Linked DNA regions of Sus scrofa: region 2 is linked to region 1. The links are chromatin contacts, called in public Hi-C maps. All regions are on one chromosome and are shown on one strand. Each heading gives the region's core, a stretch centred on a gene start, on an enhancer-like site or on the middle of the called end of the contact. The rest is flanking DNA. Distances are from core to core; before and after follow the strand shown. Region 1 holds the start of CAPRIN1 (caprin-1). Region 2 holds the start of LMO2 (rhombotin-2).

Evidence for each region. Hi-C and Micro-C count contacts between places; a contact is called where the count stands out from the background.
Region 2: a contact with region 1 is called in a Hi-C map of blood, with 2.3 times the contacts expected there. The contact joins the promoter of LMO2 here to the promoter of CAPRIN1 in region 1. A contact is called at or near these places in 1 of 47 Hi-C or Micro-C datasets (blood) and 1 of 2 datasets of contacts at active chromatin or transcription factors (alveolar macrophages).

The regions. Positions count from the first base shown.
Region 1 is chr2:26,872,182-26,878,787 of Sscrofa11.1, forward strand. It overlaps CAPRIN1 (caprin-1), which reads right to left and starts at 3,244. Exons shown (of 19, transcript XM_005661021.3): 1 at 3,033-3,244; 2 at 2,253-2,468. The coding sequence starts at 2,468.
Region 2 is chr2:27,030,820-27,037,169 of Sscrofa11.1, forward strand. It overlaps LMO2 (rhombotin-2), which reads left to right and starts at 3,105. Exons shown (of 5, transcript XM_005661026.2): 1 at 3,105-3,172.

The sequences.
Region 1 (6,606 bases), core at 1,994-4,493:
TAAAATTGTGGGGGGAGGGGTAGGCAATGTATAGTAATACAAACCTATACACATGAATGGCTTGTCATGGCTTAGGCAACTTAAAGGGTTTATAGACTTGACTTCTTTTTCAGGTACACTTGGACACTAGAATGTAAAAATTACCTCACAACTGAGTCAGCTGGTAACCAGTGTCTAATGCTATGTTATAAATATTTTCAACAATCATTTTTCAGTCATTAAAATATAAATATCTATATTAAGATGTCTACACTTAAAATACATCATCATTAATATTTATCTTCTGATTCCTATTCTAGAAGAAAACACATATGTCTTAGGAATTCTGAAAATTCAACTATGTAAGTATCAACAGATTGAAAGGATTATCCATTGCCTTAAGAGCCTTTTAAAAGGTGCCTAAGTCTCAATTTCAAATAGAGCAGCAAAAACTAAATCAGATGGCAGACTCGAGATACTGGTCTTGGGCATGCTTCTCCTATTACACATTTGAACATAGCTACTTTGCAATTAAAATACTTTTGTTGCTTGTTAATATTGATAAATCTATTATTTCATTTATAATAAACCATACTTGTTTAATCAAAATAAAGGATAAGCCAAAGGTAGAAATCCACGATTAGTGCATCTCTTAGCCTCAAATAAAATTCAAGTGAAATCCCAAATATAGGACCTGAGACAGAATTAACAACTCTAAAAACGTTTTAAAACTCCCCCCAAAATGTAAAATAAATTAATAATAAGCAATTAAAGTAATGAAGGCCTAAATATCATCAGTTTTCTTCACACAGCCCAAATTTTAGCCAAGTAGTTACTATTTCAACATCTTAAGTAACACTACTGGATGAATGAAAAACATTTTTAAACGACTTATTCAACACTCAAGATGTTAGAATAAATGTTTTACTAGAGGCAGATAAACAGAAGCTATTAAAGGAGTTATTTTTAAGGTAAAAGGCAAAAGTTTGCGTAATAATCATAGATGTTAGTTACCTCATTTTTTTTTTTAAACTACTGATTTGTTTTCCCTTCCCACCTCCAATGTTGAATTATTCACTTCTGCCAAGACCCTTTCTCTACACATACACAAACACACACACACAGGGGCGCGCACACACGTGTCCCTCTAAACAGAGCTGGCACAGTCATGCGCCGAAAGCATAAAACAAAAGGCCAACTTGAAGATAAACTTCACTGTGTGACCCAGAACGGCTAAATATCGAATCCAAAAATTTGTGGGTGTGACTCGATTTTTTTTTTTTTTTTTGGAGAGGAGGTGTGGGAGGCCAGTCGGGGCGGCTGCCGGGTCTCTGCCCTCCCCCTCTGCTTTCGCTTTGTGCTCACAATGCAGCTCCTGTAAAGCGCTTCCCTCTCCCCGTAGCCGCCGCCATGTTAGACGCGCTCTCCATGTGCCCAGAGACCTAGCGATCCCCTCCGTCCAACCCAGACCCCCCCCTCCCCCGCGACTAACGAATCTCGATCGGTGCAGCCTCCCTCCCATCCTTCTTTATAGAGTCCCCGAGGGACAAAAAGCCGCCGCAGACAATCTTCTCGGGATCGAGTTGAGCGTGAGGTTCGGGGGGGGGGACCTAGACAATTGAAACAAAGAAGGAAACGTAGGGGCGCCCGTGAGATGGGGGCGAGGGAACAAGTCGAAGGCTCCTAGAGGGGAGCCTGAGGAAGAAGCGAGTCTAGTTTAAGATCTAAAAACACTTCCCTTGCGAGGGAGGAGAGGGGCCACTGCGCAAGCCTCAAGTACACGGTAACGGGGCGGACGAGCCCCTAGGCTATAGGACGTAGGACAACCCAACTCCACGAGGCAGTCGGTTGGGCCTGAGCCCTCCCCACAGAGAGTCCTCATTTCCCCCGCTGACCCCCGCGGATCCAGCCTCGGCCACGAAGACAAGGACACCACACACACACACACACACACACACACACACACACACACACACACACACGGCGATCGGACAGGCCCCCACCCCTACACATCGCACTCCCAAAGGCCAACAGCCTGGCCCCCGGCAAGAGCAGAGTAATAAGGAGCCCGGGGGCCAGCGCCACGTCCGGGTCAGGTGACAAGCACCTCCCCGCGGAGCCCGTTTTCTGGGCACGAAGCTCCACTTCCAGCGGGGAGACGGGGCGTGGGGGGTGGGGACCGGGAGGAAGGGAAGCGCCCGAGACGCGGAGCGTGAAGGCTACAGCAGTCAGGGTCAGCATCCAACCCTCCCTTCCCCGCCAACTCCGGGCACCTTTTTCTTCTCCAGGTTCCGAAGTTTCTTGTCGATCACCCCGAGAATCTGCTTCATGGCCTCGGTCTGGACAGCGCCGGTGCCGGTCGCGGGGTGCTGAGAAGCCGGCGCGGCGGCCCCGGCTCCCGCCGCCGCCTCACTCCCGGAGGAACCCGACGGGGGTGGCGGTCCGGACGACTTGCTGCCGCTTCCGCTGTGGCTGGTGGCCGAGGGCATCTTGAGACCGTGAGGGGAGAGAAGAAAAAGCGGGAGGAAGGACAAGAGCGGCGAGTCAGGCGGCGGACGGGGCGAGACGCGGGACAAAACGCGCAGCGGGCGGGAGCCTGCGAGAGCGGTGGGGGTGGGGACGGGGCCGGCGCGCGCGCGCCGCCGGGGCAGGAAGGGGCCGCGGGCGCGCGCGCGACCCGCCAGCGGGGCGCCCGGCCGGGCCTCGCGCCGCCCCCCGCCCCTCCCCCGCGCCGGCCGCCGGCTCGGCCTACCTGCCCCGGGGCACCGAGGCTCGCGCCGGGGGCGGGGCCTCGCAGCGCCGGCCGCCAACGGCCAGTGCAACGGTCCCCGCAGGGAAGGGACAGCCCTCGCCGCCCTGCGAGGACGGGAGGGAAGAGAGCGATCGGGGCTGAGAGGCGGAGAAGGGTGGAGAAGGGCACTGGAAATGACCAGGGCGGGTGGGGTGACTTGAGGAGCAAGCCCCTCGCGAAAGTCCAGCTAGTCCGGAGGTAAAGGACACTCGGGGCAGCGGCCCTCTTCCCCTTCAGCGCCTCAGTCCGGGGTGGCGCTCACCGTGCGCGCGCGGAGGCCGCTGGAGATCCCGAGGGGGCGGCTGAAGGGGCAAGGGTGGCGGTGCGTTCTGGGCAGTGTCGTGCGCTCCGTGGGCGCAGGCCGCTTCGCCCTTTCCCCGCTGCACCGAGAGCCGCTGCTAGTGAGGCGGAGAGCTGGGAGCGGGAGGGACTTAGGCAGCCAACCCTCTGGGGCGGAGGGGGCGGGAGAAGCGGCGGGCGGGGGCCTTCGCTGCCGCTCGGGCTGCCCGGCGCGAACGCCTGCGGGGAAGGGCCTGCCCAGCCTCCCGCCACCCCTGCCCAAGACCCTAGCCTGGGGGCTGGCCACTCAGCCCAGGTCGGAACAGCCTCTGAGAGGCTGCCGGAGCAGTGCCTTGAGTTTTGAGCGAAATCAAAGCTAGGGTCCTTCAGGCGAAGTCGCTTGACGTCCAAACAGGGACAATAGGTGTCAAGCAGCTGGATCTGGAGCTGGCGACTGCCGGGCGAGGAGCCCTTATTTGGTGGGGGTTGGGGGGGGGAGCAAAGGTTTCTGCAAGTAAGGGGTGTGTGGGGTGGGTGGTGCAATCCCAGCTTCTAGAATTCCTTCTGTACGGCGAGCAAGCAAACTCCCACACCCCCAAAATGTCTAAGGACAAGTTGCGGCTTCCCCTACAAAACAATCTCTCAGTAACCCAGGAGTTCTGTGTAAACGCGTTAGAAAGGAGCAAGATGGATGTTTGGGTTTGGGTGGTTTTGTTTGTTTTTGTCTTAAAACTCTGGACTCGTCATGTTTAAAATTATCTTCAGCTACCTTAAGATGACAGGTACCTAAGAGGCCTGAGTATTACGAATCAGATTTTTTTTTCCTTTTAAATTTACCTAAAACTTAAGATGTTAAATGAAACACAGTTTTTTTTTTTTTATCTGCTCCAAGAGAATTATTCCAGCATTGTAATAAGGCTATGGAGAATGAACAAAAAGCAGCTGAGGGCTAGAAGAAAGTGTATTAAAAAAATATAATCAGTGGAAAATTCAGCCACATGATGTATGACAACAGTAAATGACCAATTTATAATTTAAATTCCATAATAGAAGGGATTTAGAAAAGGAGCCTACCAAACCCGCCGCTCCCTAGAGAATGAAATGAGTAATACTGGCTGGCAACAGTGTATCCTGAGGGAGCCCAGAGAAACACAGCAGCAGCCTCCAGACTCAAGATATTCCAGTTAGCTGCAGTCTGTTATCTCGTCTTCAAATACAGAGCACCTTACTATGTGCTAGGAACTCTTGAGTGCTAGGGATTGTGAACAAAACAGTTTCTTCATGGAGCTTACATTCTAAGTGGGGAGAAGATAAATGCATATCAGATAGTGAAGTGGTAGAGAAGAAACAAGGTGGGCTGGAGAAGCCTTAGAATGACCCTTGAGCCAAGACCGAAGAAGTTGAAGAAGAGGGCCATTCACTTGGAAGAATTTTCCAGGTAGCAGGAAAACCAAGTGCCAGGAACTCAGATTGGGAATGTGCTTGGTGGGTTCAAGGAAGAGCAAGAAAGCCACAGTGACTAGAGTAGAGTAGGAGATGAGGTCGAAGACAAAGAGGGCCAGTCAGGTAAAGCCTGATAGGCCATTATTAGGACTTGGGCTTTTGCTGAATGAAATAGGGAGTCAGGCATGCATAATCTTAGAGAAGAACATGATCAATCTGTGTTTTTTTTTTAATCCTCTTGCTATTATATAATGAATTTACAGTAAGCGTGTATTTGAAATGGGAGGGAGGGTGGAGCAGAAGCTGGGAGCCCAATTAGGAGTCTGTTGAAATAATACAGCCCAGAGATGGTAGTGGCCAGGCTGTTACAGTGAAGGTGGTGACAAGGTGACAAGTGGTTGGATGCTTATACATTGCAATAGTAGAACCAAAAGGATTTGCCAACCAGCTAGGTGTGAGAGAAGTCAAAGTTGACTTAAGGTTATTCAAGACTTAAGCACCTGAACTGTTCTTAGCACTAAGCTAAAGCTATGCTAAGCCTAAGGCTAGAAGGAAATTTAAAATCCTTCAGCTCCTTGAGGCAGTTAGTGTTTCAGCCTGACCACTGTCACTATCAAATCTCAGACCCCATCCCAGAGCTACTGAGGTAATCTGTATTTTGACAAGGTCCTCAGCCAATGTGTATGCCCAGTGAAGTTCAAAGAAGAAAAATGTTTTATTCCATAGAATTTGACCAGTGTCTTTAAGATCAGACATGAAATATTCTGCTAGGCAAATTTTCCCCAGACCTAGAGAATCAGAAACTCTGGAGGTAAATAAAGCCCAGCAATCTGTGCTTTAATAAGCCCTCTGCATGATTCTGATGCCCGTTTAAAGTATGAAAGCCAATGACTTGGAGACCTCTGACAATTCAGGTTTGAGTTGAAGAGCGGTCATGACTAGGAGTAAGAAGGAAAAGGCTCTTCTGCCTTTCCTTGGTATGTTACCAGCTAGCAACCCCTACATTAGGCTTCAAGAAAAAGGAAAGATTGTTGAGAGGGAGCAGGATAGATGACAACACATATGACAAAGTCTTGGTTTTTTGTTTTTTGTTTTTTGGCCTTTTGTCTTTTGGGGCCACATCTGCGGCATATGGAAGCTCCCAGGCTAGGGGTCAAATCCGGAGCTATAGCTGCCAGCCTACGCCAGATCTGAGCCACGTCTTCTACTTAACACCAGAGCTCATGGCAATGCTGGATCCTTAACCCACTGAGCGAGGCCAGATATCAAACCTGTGTCCTCATGGATCTTAGTCAGATTCATTGACCCCTGAGCCATGATGGGAACTCTGACAAAGTCTTGTTTAGTGGTTCATCTCACAGCCCACAGTGTATCAGGATAGGCTAGGTTATGCTGCAGTAACAATCCTGAAAGCTCTGTGACTTAAAGTGGGAATCTGCAAAATAAGTCCCTGGGCCAAATGGCCCTCTGTTTTTGTAAAAGATTTAGGGGAACAAAGCCACATCCATTCATGTACATATTTTAATGGCTGCTTCCATGCCACAGGGCAGCAGAGTTGAATAGTAGTGATAAAGACATTATGATGTACAAAACCTAAAATATTATCTCACCCTTTACTAAAGAAATTTGCCAATTCCTGGCTTATAACAAGTGATACACACCCATCATGGTTTGGCAGAGAGTTTAGCTCACAGCAACCAGTGATTCAGGCTGATGGAGAAACCACATCTCAAGTGTTGCTGATTACTACGCCATAAGAAAAAAGGAACTCAGGGGTTTCTCAGGTAGTTGAATACTCTAGACAGGTATACTTGTGTGTCTTGTGTGCTCACACCTCATTAGCCAGGTCACAGAAAGGGTCACATGACCTGTCCAACCAATAGATGCTGTCTTATCATGCCTGAAAGGAAGCCAGGTGAACCAGAAATATTTTAGTGGACACACATAGCTGTCATGCTCTCAGTTTGTTCAGTATGCTATCTATCCCAATTCAGTTTCCTTGATTTTCTGAAATTCTTGTAGTTATTTGTTCAGGTCAGCAGTTCCAGGAAGTTTAAAGCAGTGTGTTTGGTTTAACTTCCTGCCCAGCCCACTGCCATAGTCCCAGCAAACCA
Region 2 (6,350 bases), core at 1,855-4,354, 160 kb after region 1:
CTGGATGTCCCCTGCATCCTGGTGTGGCTTTGTTACAGCGACCACTTCTGCCAGGAAATGGACTTGGTACAGTGAACTGGCGATGTAAAATCAGTACAGCCGGCAGCCGAGTATGTTAAATGAGAGACCACCTGAAATTAATCTCTCCCCTCCATCACCTCCAGGAATTTTTCAAAGTGGGGGCAGGGGCGGCGCAGGGCAAGGGTGGGTGGCGCTCCTGTTGCCTATCTACACCTCCAAGACCAGATGCACTCTCTCTGCAGATGTTGGGGAGCCCTGTTGTCAGTGGGCCCCTCACCTAGGGATTCTCCTCACTTTGCCAGTGTCTGAGTCAGCAAGAAACCTTTAAGTCACTTGTGCTCATGGTGGACGAGTGGTGTGTTGGACATGCAGTGCTTTTACCCAAGAAGGAATGGCAGACTGGTCATCGCATTGCATCAAACAGTATTTGTTGTTATTCTACCCTTACCCCAAAACTGCACCACCATCTCCTGTCCCCATACCCAGATCCTTCCTTTTTTTTTTTTTTTTTTTTTTTTGCCTTTTCTAGGGCTGCTCCCGCAGCGTATGGAGGTTCCCAGGCTAGGGATCTAATCAGAGCTGTCGACGCCAGCTTACATCACAGCCACAGCAACGTGGGATCCAAGCCTTGGCTGAGACCTACACCACAGTTCAAGGCAACACCAGATCCTTAACCCAGGGAGCAAGGCCAGGGATCGAACCCGCAACCTCATGGTTCCTAGTCCGATTCGTTAACCACTGAGCCGCGACAGGAACTCCCCCCAGACCCTTCCTTAGTCTGTTTCCTGACAGTCACACCTGCTTCACTCACCAGGTGCTTAGGAGAACTGGCTTCGAAACCTTCAAGCTCAGTGGCCTGGAGCAAGTTCCTTAGCCTTTCTGTGACTCAGTTTCCCCATCTATAAAATTATGATCACAATACTTACTTCATTAGGGTGTTGTAAGGGGGGTGAAAACCTCAGTCTCAGGAAAGATCATAGAACAAGTCTGACACAAAGGGAATACCGAGGTATTTACACATCAAGGGGAAACTCAGTTTCTACTTCCTCCAGAAAGCCTTCCATACCTATTCCAAATCCAGTTTCTCCTTAGCCAAATCTGATTGCATTTTTTTTTTTTTTTGGTCTTTTTGTTTTTTTGCCACTTCTTGGGCCGCTCCTGCGGCATATGGAGGTTCCCAGGCTAGGGGTCCAATCGGAGCTGTAGCCACTGGCCTACGCCAGAACCACAGCAACGCAGGATCCGAGCCACGTCTGCAACCTACACCACAGCTCACGGCAACGCCGGATCGTTAACCCACTGAGCAAGGGCAGGGACCGAACCCGCAACCTCATGGTTCCTAGTCGGATTCGTTAACCACTGTGCCACGACGGGAACTCCTGATTGCATTTTTGATCATCACCTCGCTGTTGATCATGTGTCTGTTCTCCATCACAAATGCATTCACTTTGACTTCCCAAGTCAGAGATAAAGGTCCTTGAAGGAAGGGATGCCACTGTACCTGGCTCTCCTATGACTTACGATGTCACCTTGCACTTACTTTTCTTAGGATTGAGTTTCTCTCCCTGGAGTGGCAAAGATGTGGCATGAATGCCAACATTTGTTCACCCCCACGGCCTTGGGAGACACTAGAACTCAAAAATAATTCTCTTCTCTGAACCTGGGTCCAGACTCAGGATCCTTCCCAACACAATGTTTTGGACAACGTCTACCAAGATATTCAATAAATATGTACTGAATACTTCCGAGGTTCTACCCACATCTAGGATTCTGGAGATAAAACTTTGGGCATCTTCTCCCTGCAATTATGGAATTTGTCACTTAGTGGGGAAGAAAGACTATACGCAAATTCATAAATGAGAAAGCATCAGAGAGTGATCAGTAGAGTGATGAAAATAAAATAGTGCTGTTAGTGCCTGGCGGGGGGGGGGCGACTTTAGATTGGATGTCCAGGAACTTTCTGAGGCCCCCAGGTATGTTGATCTCATGACGTCGGTGCAGGCCTGAGACTGTGTGCTGCCAACAGTGAATGTGGGAAGGCAAGGAAACACCGACGTGGTGAGAAAAGGTGAGGATACAGAGTCAGAAGACCTGGGTGCAGATCCCATTTCCCATGCTTATGGAGTTGGGTGACCCTAAGCAAGTTATTGAACTCCTGTGACCTTCATTTTCCTTATCTGTGAAATTGGAAGAATACTATTACTCACCTCAGAAGGTTATATTAAGATTAAATAAGATAAAACATATAAAATTCCTGGCACATAGTATGTGCTCAATAAAAGGCAGCTACTGTGTACCACCACAGGTCCATCTGCTCCTAACTGCAATCTTCTGTTGGAATTACTCCAAAGACAAAGCCCAAAAGTACCACTTAGTAGGTAATGAATATAGCCTCTGAGTTGATTTTTGCCCAACAAAACTCTTCTTCTTGAAAAGTAAATTCTCGAGAGAGCTTCTTGTGAACATGAATGCCAGAGTCCAATGAAGATGGCCCCATGGCTCTCTCGTTTAGGCAGCATTCAGATTTGGAAGGACGTTGGCCTAATAACGCTCCCCTATCAAATGGGAGCCTGGCTACGTGCCCCGTCTAAGTCGGTGGGCTGGGAGGGGGGAATTTCTGAGACCCAAAGGGCTGTGAGATGTGCAGAGGGTGAGGCACAAACAGGACACTCCCCTTCTCAGAGCCCCCGGCCCATCCAACTGAAAGGCCCGGCAGCAGCGATAAGCACCGCTCCTGTCTACCGGCCTCCACTCATTTGGGGAACAGGGCCACTTCTTCACAATATAAGCTGAGCTGGTACATAACGAAGAGAAAAAAAAAAAAAAAAGTTGGGCAGGAAGCAGACTTTTCAACCAGTGAAGAAACCGTTAGAATCCATCCCTTTGCCCTGATGCCAAAGCCCAGCCTGCCCCACCCAGCCACACTATCAAGGACACTCAGGCTATCAGAGAGCCTGGGGGTATTTGTCCCTAGTTTATCAGGGACCTGTGGAAACATTCCTCTAACTGACGATAAAGAACTCTTTTTTTCACCGCCCCCCCATTCTACTTCTAGCTGCCTGCCGGAGAGTTCCTCTCATTTTCTTTCAGCAACAGCGGTTCTGGAAAGATATTTTTCAACCTGGACTTGAAGTACCTGGTGGAGAGGCAGGTAAGATGAGTTTTATTCCTTCCTTCAATAAATAATTATTGGGTCCTTACTACGTGCTGGGCTAGGCGCTTGGATTCAATTCCAAGCAGACGGAGCTTGGAGTCCTGGGGGGAGCCAAGCAGCAATTAATAACCACACCAGGTAGACTTACAAATTGTGATCCAAACAGAGAGTGAGCAGAAAAACAACAAGGACCTCCTGTACAGCACAGGGAACTCTATTCCGTATCTTGTAATAACCTATAATGGAAAAGGATCTGAACAAAACCAAACCAAACACTGAATCACTTTGCTGTATACCAGAAGCTAACGCAACACTGTAAATCAACTATACTTAGAGAAATAAAAAAGCAAAAGAAAAAGGAAAAAACAATTTAAAAAATCTAGGAGTGAGGTCATCTAATGGTAGGTCCTAATTTAGTCACAAGAGACGGGGGGAGGGGGGGCTGGAAGGGCAGCGGTGTGGGGGGGAGCTGCTTCCCTGAAGAAGTCACATTTGAGCCAGGAGTGTGTATAATCTTCCAGATTTCGCTCTTGCCCTCCAAGTGGATGTTTTCAAGGTTAAAAAGATGCCTCAGGGTCTGATGCCTGTCTTGTTTCCGATACCAAGTCACGATTACTCGACCCTGCTAAAGGTTAGCATGGAAATGACTTCTTGGAGTGATAGAGAGGCCAGCATAAACCTGCCAGGATCCCCTTCAAGATTCAGTTCGCTTTGCAAAAGTTGCCAGATAAAAGATATTTCCAGATGGAGAGCCACGCAAGAAATACAAATGGAATAGTTTTTAATAGCGCTTCTTTTGCAAGATATGACCCAAGGCGGCCTCCTGCAATGTGATGGGAAGTACTGTAGCTGAAAGCATGAGAGGAGCTGAGCTGGTCCATGAGCATCCTGGGGGCCTTTGGCAAGGGGCTGTGGCCTGAGGGGGGTGTGAGAGATGCTCTACGTACCTGAAAAGCACCCCCACCGCCACTCCTGCCATCACCACCCAAAAGGGAGCCTGTGCCGGCTGCACTCTAAGCCTTGGCTTCTCAGAGGCAGGGCAGAGGTATCCATCTCTATGAGCACTGGGTCCCTTTTAGGAGGTTTTTGTGCATCATCACCAACTGCACCCTTTCCCCATCCTTGGGGCCTGATGGGCTCCTGCAAAGCAGGTCCTCTGTAAGTCAAGGACCGGCACTGCTGTCAGAGGTCCAAGTGGGCAGGGGTTGCCCTGGGGGACCTGAGGAATGTCTCAGAGCTCAGGGGACTGGCTTCACCATAACACTAGGGGTGTTAAATGGGTCGATAGGTGATACCTGAGAAGCCTGTGAGCTGTCTGAGATGACAGGTAAAATTCTGCATGTTGGACAGCTGTGAGCCTAGGGTAACATCTTTAACTTTTACTAGGTTTGTGTGCATGTGTGTGTGCTCATGTGGTAAAATATACAGAGCATGAAATTTACCATTTGAACCACTCCCGAGTATATACTTCAGTGGCATTAAGCACATTTACATGGCTGTGCAAATATCACCGCCATCCATCCCCAGAACTCTTTTCTTTTTTTTTTTTTTTTTTTTTTTTGCCTTTTTAGGGCTGCACCCACAGCATCTGGAAGTTCCCAGGCTAGGGGTCGAATCGGAGATGCAGCTGCCAGCCTACACCACAGCCACAGCAACGCCGGATCCTTAATCCACGGAGGGAGGCTGGGGATGGAACCCGCATCCTCATGGATGCTAGTCAGGTTCGTTTCCACTAAGGCCCCAACTATAACACCCAGAACTTTTTTTTATTCTTTCTGAACCGAAACATTGCACCCATTGAGCAATAACTCTCCACTCCCCCAGCCCCCGGCAGCCCCCATCCTACTTTCCATCTCTATGAATTTGACTATTCTCGAAACTTCACATGAGTGGAATCATATGGTCTGCCCTTTTGTCACTGGTTGTTTCACTTAGCATAATGTGCTCAAGTCTCACCATGCTATAGCGTCAGAATTTCTTTTTAAGGCAGAATAATATTCCATTGTGTGCATGTGTGTTCATTGGCATATACCCAGAAGTGGAACCGATGACTCATATAGTAACGCTATTTATAATTTATTTATAATTTATTGCGGAACCTGTATGCTGGGTTCCATAACACAGGCACCATTTTATATTCCCACCAGCAGAGCACAAAAGTTGCAATTTCTACACATCTTTGTCAGCACTTGTTATTTTCTGTTTTGGGGATAGTGGCCATCCTAATGGGTTATAAAGTGGTATCTTATTGTGGTTTTGTTTTGCATTTTTCTAATGATTAGTGATGTTGAACATCTTTTCACGTGCTTCTTGGCCACCCGTATATCTTCTCTAGAGAACTGTCTCTTCAAGTCTTTTGCCCATTTTTTAATTGAGTTGTTTGTTTTTTTTTGCTGTTAAATTGTGGGAATTCTTTATGTATGCTGGATATTAACCTCTTATCACATATGTGATTTGCAAGTATTTCCTCCCATTCCATAGGCTGTCTTCAATCTCTTGATCCTGTCCTTTGATGCACAAACGTTTTTAACTTTGACTACACTCCAATTTATCTGTTTTTAATTTGGTAGCCTGTGCTTTTAGTGTCATAGCCAAGAAACCATTGGCGACTCCAATGTCCTATAGTTTTTCTGCTATTTTTTCTTCTAAGAGTTTTATCGTTTTGGGTTATCAGGTTTTTAAGAGGTTTCTGGTTGACAGTTCATGGGTCATCCTCAATACTGATTCTGGGGAGACCCACAGGTCTTAATGAAGGTCAGTGTGAAGCTAGGAATTGGGAAATTGACAGCATGGATGTGATGTTTGAAGCCCTTAATTCAAAAGGAGAATTACTGAGGATCTCCAAATTTATATTAGTACCTTGGGAGCTAGTAAAAATGAAAACCATGGCCTCTCTCCTCTAAGAACGTAACGTAAGTCACTTAAGAGGTGGGACGATTGTGTGGCACACATAAAATCATTGCACTGCAAGGCAGGGTCTCAGGAGCACCCAACCAGGCCCTAAAGCCAAGAGCTGGAAGGAGTTGAGGTCAGGGGACAGAGAAACCTTCAGAGCAAAGATGTGGCTTGAGCAGGGTCCAGGGTGAGACACAATTTGGAGAGGCAGAGCAGACTGGGGAGGATCTGGCAGCAACCACAGTAATGACTGCCATTTACTGAGCACTTACTGTGTGCC